Regions from separate parts of the Sus scrofa genome. Here region 2 is linked to region 1. The links are chromatin contacts, called in public HiChIP or PLAC-seq maps. All regions are on one chromosome and are shown on one strand. The core of a region is the stretch at or near the end of the contact, and the rest is flanking DNA. Distances in the headings are between cores, read along the strand shown. Region 1 overlaps SLC28A1 (solute carrier family 28 member 1). Region 2 overlaps ZNF592 (zinc finger protein 592).

Region 1 (5,526 bases), core at 2,527-5,026:
GCGTTGCTTTGAGCTGTGGTGTAGGTCACAGACGTGGCTTGGATCTGATGTTGCTGTGGCTGTGGTGTAGGCCCGCAGCTGTTGCTCCAATTTGACCCCTAGCCTTGGAAGCTCCCTATGCTTGGGGTGAAGCCCTAAAAAAAAAGAGAGAAAAAAATTAAACAGCTTTTTCCCAAAAGAAGTAATGGAAGGGACACCGGGCAGTCCAAGCAGCTGTGTCCACCAGAGACCCCACCCGCCTTGTCTCCCATTCCAGCACTGAAAGTATCACCCAGCTTGCTGCTATGTCCATCCCCTCGTCAGTGTTAGCTATGTGTCTTTCCTCCCTTTTTCCAAGAATGTGCACACACCTGCTACTTACCTCTCTCCCTGGATCACTCTTTGGGCCCATGGACTCGTAGACCATTGGGCTGGGAGGAAGCTCATTGATCTTTGGGCCTCCCCTTTGTATTATAGGTGGTCAAACCACCCCCCAGAGAGGGGAAGTGACTTAGGCACAATTTTGCAGTGAGTTAAGTCAGAACTGGGGATAGAACCGAGTTGTTGTACTGGCAGTCATGTGATGTTTTCTTCCTCATACTTGTAGAAGTCAGTGACATCATGTGTCCCTTCCAAATACTGAAAGTATCCCTAATAACAGTAGTGGTAAATTTGAAATCTATTAATGGTTGCTAAAGACTTTGAGACTGGGAGTTCCCATTGAGGTGCAGCAGAAACAAATCTGACTAGTATCCATAAGGATGTGGGTTCAACCCCTGGGCTCACTCAGTGGGTTAAGGATTCAGTGTTGCCATGAACTGTGGCGCGGGTGGCTCAGATCCTGTGTTGCTGTGGCTGTGGTGTAGGCCAGCAGCTGCAGCTCCAATTCAACCCCTAGCCTTAGAACTCCCATATGGCACAGATACTCCCCTAAAAAGCAAAAAAAAAAGACTTTTAGATTGGATGTTCAGTCAAGAGAGAAGCAGTAAGGGAGGTGGGTTTATCATTAACCAGGCTCAGCATTTCCTAGCCAAACACTAACTGTTCCCTGGCCCCTGGAGGCTCTGTTCTCCAGTTAGTGTATTAGCGAGTGGCCTCCTTAGCAAAGGCAGGTGGGAATGAGGGTGGATTTCAGACCAATGCTCCATGGCCACAGAGTTCCCATTCTCAACAAGGTTCACTAATCACAAAACTTCCTTCACACCCTGCCCTCCCCCCACATGCGTGCATGAGCACGAACACACACACACACACACACACACACACACACACACACACACACACGTCAAGCTTGGGGCTTGTCCTCAAGCTGAGAGTGGCTTTGTTAATGCTGAATCGAACGGAAGACTCAGGAGTTTTCTTTCTGTTCTTTCCATGAATCATGTGGACCAAGTCCAAGGCCTTGGCCCATGTCTGCCTGGGGAAGTCTCTGAGCTAGCTTAGATTTTCACAATCCAAGCTGCTTCCTGCTGGGCCACGGTCCAGCTCATCGCTTCTCCAGGAAGCTGAGTCTGCCTGGGACTCCTTCAGCCTTCCATCTCCCCTGGCACAGCCAACGTGGCAGCCACCTCCTGGCTGCATCATCTTGATTAGTCATTCTGCCTTGGCTCCATCTCCCTTCTAGTAACTTTCCACCCCCACGATCACCTCCCTCCAGGCTCCCACATCCTTCCTGGTTCTGGCTGAGCCTGGAGCACACACTCACTCGTTCCTTCCCTATCATCACTCCAACCTCTAGAACATGCACCCACTCCCTAACTCTGCAGTGCTGCTTAAATATTCTCTCTGAGGAACCCCTAGGGAGAGAGAAAATGTTTTCACCTCCCAAGGGTTTCGGGGTGTCTGCCTGGTGCATACTCTGCAATCCCCAATGGTTATCAGTGCCAAATTTGGCCAAAAATAATAAAAAAGATCAGATAAGGACGAAAATGTGCCACTGGATCTAATAATTAAGGTGTAACTGTAGTGAGCAGGATTTTCAGAGGAAGAAATGGAAAGTAAATGGAAATGGGGTGGCTGCTGAAACGAGGGAGATGGGACGATGGAACTGGAGCGATCTTAGGAGAATGTGGCATCTGCAGAGGCCTCAGAAGGAGACTTACACAGAGACAGGCATGAGGGGCAGAGCGGTGAGGCCATTCTGGGGGAAAGGACAGCATGAGCAGGAAGTCAGGAGGCATGTCGGAGTTCCCATCATGCTCAGTGGAAACAAATCTGACTAGCATCCATGAGGATGCAGATTTGATCCCTGGCCTTGCTCAGTGGGTCGGGGATCCTGCACTGCTGTGGCTGTGGTGTAGGCCAGCAGCTACAGCTCTGATTCAACCCCTAGCCTGGGACCCTCCATATGCTTCAAGTGGAGCTCTAGAAAGACCAAAAAAAAAAAAAAAAAAAAAAAAAGAGGCATGTCCCCCTAATTTATCTGACCTTAGCGTAAGTTCCTTCTTCCCTCCTGTGCTCTTGGTGGCAGGCTGGATATTGCAGCCATCCCCTCTGAGGAATTTTCCAGCTCTGGGATTTTGTGGTTCATTGTGGCTGGGGGCTAGTGACAGGGCTCTGTGTACAGGGTCTAGGCCTTGAGGGCTGGGGGTTTGGGGACTGCCAAGCAGTCTCAGGAAGTCATCAGAAGCTCTGGCTTAGCTCCCTCCAGGGAGAGGAGGCAGCAGGGCCAGGTCCTTGGTGGGTTTAGTTTTGCCTTCGGAGCCTGTTTCCTGGGAAGATGGAGTTGGCTCAGAGGGTCTGGTCTAGACTCTAGAGCAGTGATTCTTAGAGGACAGTGTCCAAACCAGCAATATCTAGAAAGGCCAAACTCTCAGGCCCACCCCAGACCTACTGAATCTGAAACTCTCTGGGTTGGGGCTCAGAAATATGCATTTCTAATAAATCCTCAGGTGAAGCTGCTGGCCCAGGGTCCACACTTTGAGAACCACTGGCCTAGAGGCATTCTAATTTCCTTCTCCCTTGAGTGAGGGTGAGCACTAGTACTAGTAGACCAGCCTGCTCTAAATTTCCATGGAGCAGTGGTGGGCACGCCCTTGGGGCTGCTGTGCCCCGGGCTAAGATGCTCCCCTGCAGGGCTGCCTCTCCTAAAGACAAAGAAATGAGGCTCCAGGACTGGCTCCAGAACAAACCTCCTCAGGGTCATGGCAGGGCCTCAGCAATCTGATTCGTGGCCAGGAGGTACTCTGTCCGTCTGGGCAGGTAACCAGTATCTCACAGCCTCGGTGTGCCCTTTGGTGCAGTGAATTGACATTAGCCTCCGTTGCTTTGAGGATCCATGAATCACCACATATTGGGTACCTGGCTCATAGCAGGACCGCACAGTACACGAGGAGCAGGACTTCATGGCACTTTCTACCCCTCCCCAAAGGCAGGCTCTCCAGCTGCCTGCCCTGTCTTCTGCCATCTCACATACCAAGGTCCCAAGGGGATTTCCTGGGTTGAGGCAGGAGAGCGTATTGGCCTCAGGGACCTTACCTAGTATTAAATGTCCCACCTTAGAAATCACCCCTCTTCTCTTTCACTCATCCTCCTCTCTCCCTGGACAGTCAGAGCTTCCCTTCCATCAGACACCCCCATCTCACAGAGAGGAAATGTCCCTTGGTTGCTGCCAGGAGAAAGGCTCAATTCTGCGGTCAGATCCCCCGCTCAACTTCCTGGCCTCGGCCATCTCAGCAACCCTGCCAGGCTGCTGAGCCATCGCCTGCCTGATAAATTGGACAGGCAGTCTAGACAGTACGTGATCTTCTCTGCGTGTTACTGCAAGGGAGAGCAGAAAGCCGTCACCACTCCTCGTGCTGGGGGTGTGTCCAGCACCAGGAAGCCCGGGCCGGAGGCAGGGAGGAGTCAGGGGCAGGAAAAGGGTTTCTCCACCCAGTGCCTGTGTTCCCTGTCAGGTGACATTTCCATGCAGTGAAGCTGGTGACAGAGATGCCAAGTGGAGCAGGTCCAGATAAAACCTGCAGCCCTCATCTGGAAAGGGAAGGGGGAAGGCAGGGCTTGTTTCTCTCCCCAGGGGTGCTGCCTGGGCCACCGTCTCTGCTCATCACAGACCACTCCATAGTCCAATTCCTTTTGAACTGGAGCTTGAACTTGATTGCTCAAGACTCTCCCTTCTGAGAAAACAATAGCAGGTCTTCCTCCCCCTGGCCCCCTCCAGCCCCTCTTCCTTCCTGCACAGCTAGGCCTCTTGAAAGATCTGCCTAGCCTGCCATCTCTCCCTCTTCTGCTTGGTTCACTGACCCCTGGCCACTGCTCTCATCCTGGTCACCAGGGACCCCAAATCGCTAGGTGCCCAAGGGCCATCTCAGTCCTTACCTTTCCAGAGTTCGCTGACATCCTGGCACAGCTGACTGACCATCCCTTCTAGAAAAGCTGCCCTCAATTTCTGTCTCACACCTCTCCTGGGTGTCCCCCAACCTCTCTCTTTCTTCTCCATCTCCTCCATGCGCCCCCACTTCCTCTCGCCCCCTGCAGGGTTCCTGACCCGAGGGCCCTGTCCTCAGTCACTATTCTTCTCACTCAGGGCAATTTGCTCAGTGAATCACATCCCGCCCACAGCCTCAACCTACATGTCAGTGCTGACGAGGCCCGAACTGAGGCCTGGCCCCGACCTCTCCTCTGAGCCACTCCACATCCCACATGGGTGTTCCACAGCACTGCAAACCCAGCAAGTCCCAAACCGAGCTGCTGAGCTTCCTCCAAACTCTCTTCTGGCCATGCTGTCTTCCCTTGAGAAGCATCCACCTTGTATAGAAAATGATAGGAGAAGATGAGAAATTGGAAATGGAGAAAGAAGGAAGCAAAAGTCCCACAGTCCTAGCACACGGAAGCAACGAACTGACTATGTGGGTGTAGGCTTCCCAGCCTTTTTTTTTCTATGCTTTTAACATTATAGTTTCCCCATTTAACATTTTAGCTTTAAGAATGCTCTGATGTTCTTACCAGCTCTGCATCACTTGTTGTTTTAAAGCTGCTTGGAGAGTTCCTGCCGTGGCTCAGCGGTTAACGAACCTGACTAGTATTCATGAGGAAGCGAGTTCGATCCCTGTCCTCGCTCAGTGGGTTAAGGATCTGGCATTGCCATGAGCTGTGGTGTAGGATGCAGACATAGCTTGGATCCTGTGTGGCTGCGGCTGTGGTGTAGGCTGGCAGCTACAGCTCGGATTCAACCCTGAGCCTGGGAACCTCCATATGCCGCGGGTACGGCCCTAAAAAAAAATAAATTAAAAAAATAAAGCTGCTTGGAACAGGTAGCACATTCCAGCAGTACGAAAGGGGTTATGGTGAAAAGCAAGACTCTCTCCCACCCCTGACCCCAAAGGCACCCAGTTCCCTCCCCATGGCAGCCATCTTTCCTGGTCCTTTGCATATCCTTTTAATGATACCCGCACTCACACACGTAGGGCATGCAATGCTGCCCCCGCCTTTCTTACTCATAAAGCAGCACATCATCCGCCCTGTTCTACACCTTCCCTTTTTTTCATGTAACAACCTACCTTGAAAATCATCCCCAAACTGCTCATAGGGAGCTTCCTCCTTCCTGTT
Region 2 (5,138 bases), core at 2,207-4,706, 130 kb before region 1:
GCCTGCCAGGCCAGCTTGTCACTACATATTAACTTTTCTTTTCCCTCTTCCCCCAACATCCCCAGCATTTTGGGAACCTGTTGGGGTAAAACTCAGATGTGTGACTTCCCATAGTATGGGGATTTGTGTGTGGATGTGCTGGCTGCATGTATTAGTGTGATGGGTATGTGATGAAGATGATGCTGGACAGAGCCTGCTGGGATCCTGGTGATCACTGATTCTGTTCTGTTTTTGTTATAGCCCTTGCCAGCATCCAGCCATGGGGGACATGAAAACTCCAGATTTTGATGACCTTCTGGCTGCCTTTGACATCCCAGACCCCACCAGTCTTGATGCCAAGGAGGCCATCCAGACCCCCAGTGAGGAGAATGAGAGTCCTCTCAAACCTACAGGCATGTGTATGGATGAGAATGTGTCCTTGTCTCACTCAGGATCAGCCTCAGATGTGCCGGCGGTAAGTGTTATTGTCAAGAACACCAGCCGCCAGGAGTCGTTTGAAGCGGAGAAAGACCATATTGCTCCAAGCCTCCTGCACAATGGTTTCCGGGGCTCAGACCTTCCTCCAGATCCCCACAACCTAGGCCACAACTGTGGGAAGTTTGATTCCACTTTCATGAATGGAGATAGTACCAGGAGTTTCCCTGGCAAGCTGGAACCTTCCAAGTCAGAGCCGTTACCCACTTTTAACCAGTTCAGTCCAATCTCTAGCCCAGAACCCGAGGATGCCATCAAAGATAATGGGTTTGGAATAAAGCCCAAGCACTCTGACAGTTATTTCCCACCCCCTCCTGGGTGTGGACCTGTGGGGGGCCCAGTCTTGGAGGCTCTGACTAAGTTTCCAGTCCCAGAGCTGCATATGTTTGATCACTTTTGTAAGAAGGAACCCAAGCCTGAACCCCTGCCCTTGGGGAGTCAGCAGGAGCAGGAGCGAGGTGGGCAGAAGACAGTGGACCCTCACAAGGAGCTGGATGCCAGTCGATTCTTTGGGGAAGCTTTGGAGTTCAATAGCCACCCTGGCAACAGCATTGGAGAACCTAAGGGACTTGGCCCAGAGCTCGGCACCTGCTCATCAGTGCCCCCTAGGCAGCGTCTGAAGCCAGCTCATTCCAAGCTGTCCTCTTGTGTTGCAGCGTTGGTGGCCCTGCAAGCCAAACGAGTTGCTAGTGTCACCAAGGAAGATCAGTCTAGCCACACAAAGGATCCCTCAGGGCCCACAAAAGAGGGCTCCAAAGGCAGCCCCCAAATGCCCAAGTCACCAAAGAGTCCCCGGAGCCCTCTGGAGGCCACTAGAAAAAGCATCAAGCCATCGGATAGCCCTCGGAGCATCTGCAGTGACAGCAGCAGCAAAGGCTCCCCTTCTGTGGCTGCCAGCTCTCCACCAGCGATTCCCAAAGTCAGAATCAAAACCATTAAGACATCATCAGGGGAAATCAAACGGACTGTCACAAGGATCCTGCCAGACCCTGATGATCCCAGTAAGTCCCCTGTTGGGTCACCCCTAGGAAGCACTGTTGCTGAAGCCCCGAGTGAGGTGGCAGAGGATGAGGCCACTGCCATGCCTGGAGAAGAGCACTTTGCTGAGGTGGGCACAAGTTCAGGGAGCCCCCAGGGTGACACAAAGGGGGATGAGAGTGTGATGAAACCCAGTGAATCTTCATCTTCCTGCTGCAGCTCTGGGTCCCGAGGCTCAAAGGGGGCTGCTGCAGGGGCACAGATGGGCAAGAAGCAGCAGCAGAGCACAGCACTGCAGACATCTGCCCAGGCCCCTGCCAACCTCCTGCCCAAAGCCGTGCACCTGGCCAACCTGAATCTGGTCCCCCACAGTGTCGCCGCATCAGTGACAGCCAAGTCCTCAGTGCAGAGGCGGAGCCAGCCGCAGCTCACCCAGATGTCGGTGCCCCTAGTCCACCAGGTGAAAAAGGCTGCCCCACTGGTTGTAGAGGTCTTCAACAAGGTCCTCCATAGCTCCAACCCTGTGCCCCTCTATGCACCAAATCTCAGCCCTCCCGCGGACAGCAGGATCCACGTGCCGGCCAGTGGGTACTGCTGCCTGGAGTGTGGGGACGCTTTTGCCTTAGAGAAGAGCCTGAGCCAGCACTACGGCCGGCGGAGCGTCCACATCGAGGTGCTGTGCACACTGTGCTCCCAGACGCTGCTCTTCTTCAACAAGTGCAGCCTGCTCCGGCACGCCCGTGACCACAAGAGCAAGGGGCTCGTCATGCAGTGCTCTCAGCTGCTCGTGAAGCCCATCTCTGCGGACCAAATGTTCGTGTCAGCCCCTTCGAACTCTACGGCACCAGCAACCCCAGCTCCTCCTTCCTCCCCCAAACACGGCCTCACTTCGAGCAATGCCAGCCTTCCCCTTCCAGCTTTGCCGCTCTACCCAGATCCTGTGAGGCTCATCCGGCACAGTATCAAGTGTCTCGAATGTCACAAGCAGATGCGCGACTACATGGCTATGGCTGCACATTTCCAGAGGATGACGGAGGAAACCGAGGGGCTGGTAAGCAGACCGTCTCTCTGTGATAAGCCCCTGGTTCACACAGGTCCCGTGTTTGGGCATGGAGAGAACAGCTCATTGATGGGGCAGTGATGGCATCTTAAGAGCCTTAGAAGAGGAATCTGGCTTGATGGATATGTAATGCTTGGTGTTTATTGGGAAAAGCATCTTGCCCACAACTGAGGGGAGACCCTGAAGATTTAAGAGGTGTGTTTATGGGCACTCAACTCCCACTCCAGTGGGCTGCCAGGGCCCAGTGTTGAACCTGTGCTAGGTCCCTGCTGAATGGCCCCTGGTCCCTGACAGCCGTCAGCATAGTCCTTGCGCATGCCCAGAGAACTTGGGGGCAGAGGTAGGTGCTTGCATCTCAGTCGGAACTTCTGAGGACATTGTCTTTACCAAGCTGTGGTGCCCCACATAGACACAGATGGTTTTGCAGTATCCCTGTGGTATTAGGGCCAGTGGCAGGGTTGCTGTGGAAGGAAAGAGAGTAGACTGACACTTGGACCCTGAGGCAAAGGCTTGGGGTTTCTTCCTTTCATCTCTGTTCTCACCACTAAGAAAGCGACTGCTATTATCTCTTGTTCTGATCCCTGGTTATACTTGATGAGATCTGTGTATGTATGTGTTTGAAGGCATTCCATGCTGAAAACAGTCTTTGGCCCCCTGTGTGTCAGTGGTTGCATTAGCATAGTCTTGTGAAGGAGCAGGCCTCCAGATGGCGCTTTTCTTCCTTCTCCAGGTGGCTCTCTTCACGACTTAGCCAAGCCACCCCCTTACCAGGCCTTCCTGAGCTAGAACCACAGAGGCCTAGAAACAAAGTAAAGTAGCTCTTTTTACTTGAGTTCACAGTGGCCTGGGCACCTGTTGGTGTCTTGATGCCCTCTGCACATGTGTTCCGAGTGCCCACGGTGTGCACGGAGGCGGGGATGCCTGCAGGAGGAAGTCAGACTGTTCCTCCAGGAGCTCCTAGTGGCTCATCAGGGCTCCCCACCCTAACTGCTACAGTGTGAGGCAGGCTAAGACTGGGGTTAAAACAGACTTACAAACACATTTGCACAGAGCTCCTCAGGGGATTCATTCATTGTGGTTCTGGGCGTGGGGAAGGTGCCTTGTGGATGTGATGTGTAAGTTGAACCTGCAAGGATGAGTTTGAAAGACATAGAGGGGCAAGGGGTGTTCGAGGTATAGGGAATAAAGGTATGGGAAAGGGCACAGTGCTGTGAGGAGCAGGGGGTTGGTGGGAGTGAGGCTAGCCTAGGGAGTGTTGGGGAAGAGACAGGAGGTAGAATTTGGTAGGCAGCCCTGCGCAGGGGCCAGCAAGGTGCCATAAGTTGCTGTTGCCTCTCATCTTCACCTTCTCTGTTGCAGTTTGCATTTTCTTTTTGATAAGTCAAGTGCAGTGTGGCCCCCAGGCCCTTTACTTGGGGGGTGGGGGGTGGGTAGTCTTGCTGTGCCAGCCTGGTGGACTGGGCAGGAGCACTTCTTCTGAGGCATGTGATCAGAACCATTGCCAGTGGAGGCCTGATGCCTGAGCGGGCTGCTGTCTGTGTGTAGGATCCCAGACCAGCATCCTTCTCATCCTGCGTCGTCTCCATGTCATTCTCTAGTGGGAACTGGACCAGAGGGAAAGGGAGAGAGTATCCAGGAAGGCCATGGGGATTCTCTCAGTCCAGCTCTATTCCCTCACAAAACCTGCCATTAGGTGTGGCCTCAGAGTCTTAGGGAAATGGTAAGGCTTGAGTTCTGGGATTGCAATCTAGCCTTGTTGGCTGTTGGCTTTGGGTTTCTTAAGATGGTATCAGGCTTCAGGCCATATCAGAGGCAGGCAGTGAACCGGTGGGGTGGGGTTGGGCTCCACTCACTCTAGGGGAGGGACTGTTAGACAGCACGTCTGGGGCTTTGACATCTTCCTGAGAATCTGAACTGGATATGCCTCCCTCTGCAGTAGCTGGCGAGGTCCTTCCCCTTACATTCCAAGCCACCTTGTTGGGCAGATGTCTGTTTGGAAAGACTCTTTCTTGTTCTTAAGCTTTTGTTTACCTATAATGTCAACATCACATCTAACAAAATTAATAACTGTTCTTTAATATTACCTAATACAAGTCCATATTCAACTTTTCCCCTTCATGTCATAATTGTCTTTTTTTTTTTTTAATGATCGTACCCTCGGCATATGGAAGTTGCTGAGCCAGGGATTGAATCCAAGCCAAAGCTCCAAACTACACCACACCTGGAGCAATGCCGGATCCTTTAACCCACTGGGTTGGGCCAGGATCAAACCTGCAACTCTGCAGCTACCTGAGCCTCTGCAATCGGATTCTTAACCCACTACACCACAGCAGAAACTCCCATAATTGTCTTTTTACAGTTGCGTATGTTTTGAATCAGGATCCAAATGTGACCATGTGTTGTATTTGTTTGTTATATGTTTTAAATTTCTCAGTCTAGAACAGTATCTCTTCCCTACTCCACCCACCAGAAAACTGCCCCCCACCTTTTTTCATGTCACTTATTTGTTGAAGAAACTGGGTCATGTGTCCTGAGAATTTTCCAAGACAATTCTGGGTTTGATTAATTGCTTGAGAATTTTTCATGTACTTAATTTATTCTTCTGTATCCCATATTTTATCTGTAG

What was found. HiChIP or PLAC-seq counts read pairs in DNA pulled down with a chosen protein or histone mark.
Region 2: a contact with region 1 is called in an H3K27ac HiChIP or PLAC-seq map of alveolar macrophages. The contact joins two enhancer-like sites. A contact is called at or near these places in 9 of 47 Hi-C or Micro-C datasets (embryonic fibroblasts, epiblast stem cells, fetal skeletal muscle and 4 more) and 2 of 2 datasets of contacts at active chromatin or transcription factors (alveolar macrophages and skeletal muscle).

Annotation. Positions count from the first base shown.
Region 1 is chr7:52,625,526-52,631,051 of Sscrofa11.1, reverse strand. The region is part of intron 8 of SLC28A1 (solute carrier family 28 member 1); the gene reads left to right. Among named protein-coding and RNA genes, the nearest start is that of SLC28A1, 25 kb to the left of the region's middle. Within about 2 kb of position 3,776, at least 56 of the 83 cell types and tissues checked have an H3K27ac peak or open chromatin away from gene starts, as enhancers often do. A contact at or near this core is called in alveolar macrophages, where this site is marked.
Region 2 is chr7:52,757,344-52,762,481 of Sscrofa11.1, reverse strand. It overlaps ZNF592 (zinc finger protein 592), which reads left to right. Exons shown (of 11, transcript XM_021098901.1): 4 at 241-2,503. The coding sequence starts at 260. Among named protein-coding and RNA genes, the nearest start is that of ZNF592, 34 kb to the left of the region's middle. Within about 2 kb of position 3,456, at least 3 of the 83 cell types and tissues checked have an H3K27ac peak or open chromatin away from gene starts, as enhancers often do. A contact at or near this core is called in alveolar macrophages, where this site is marked.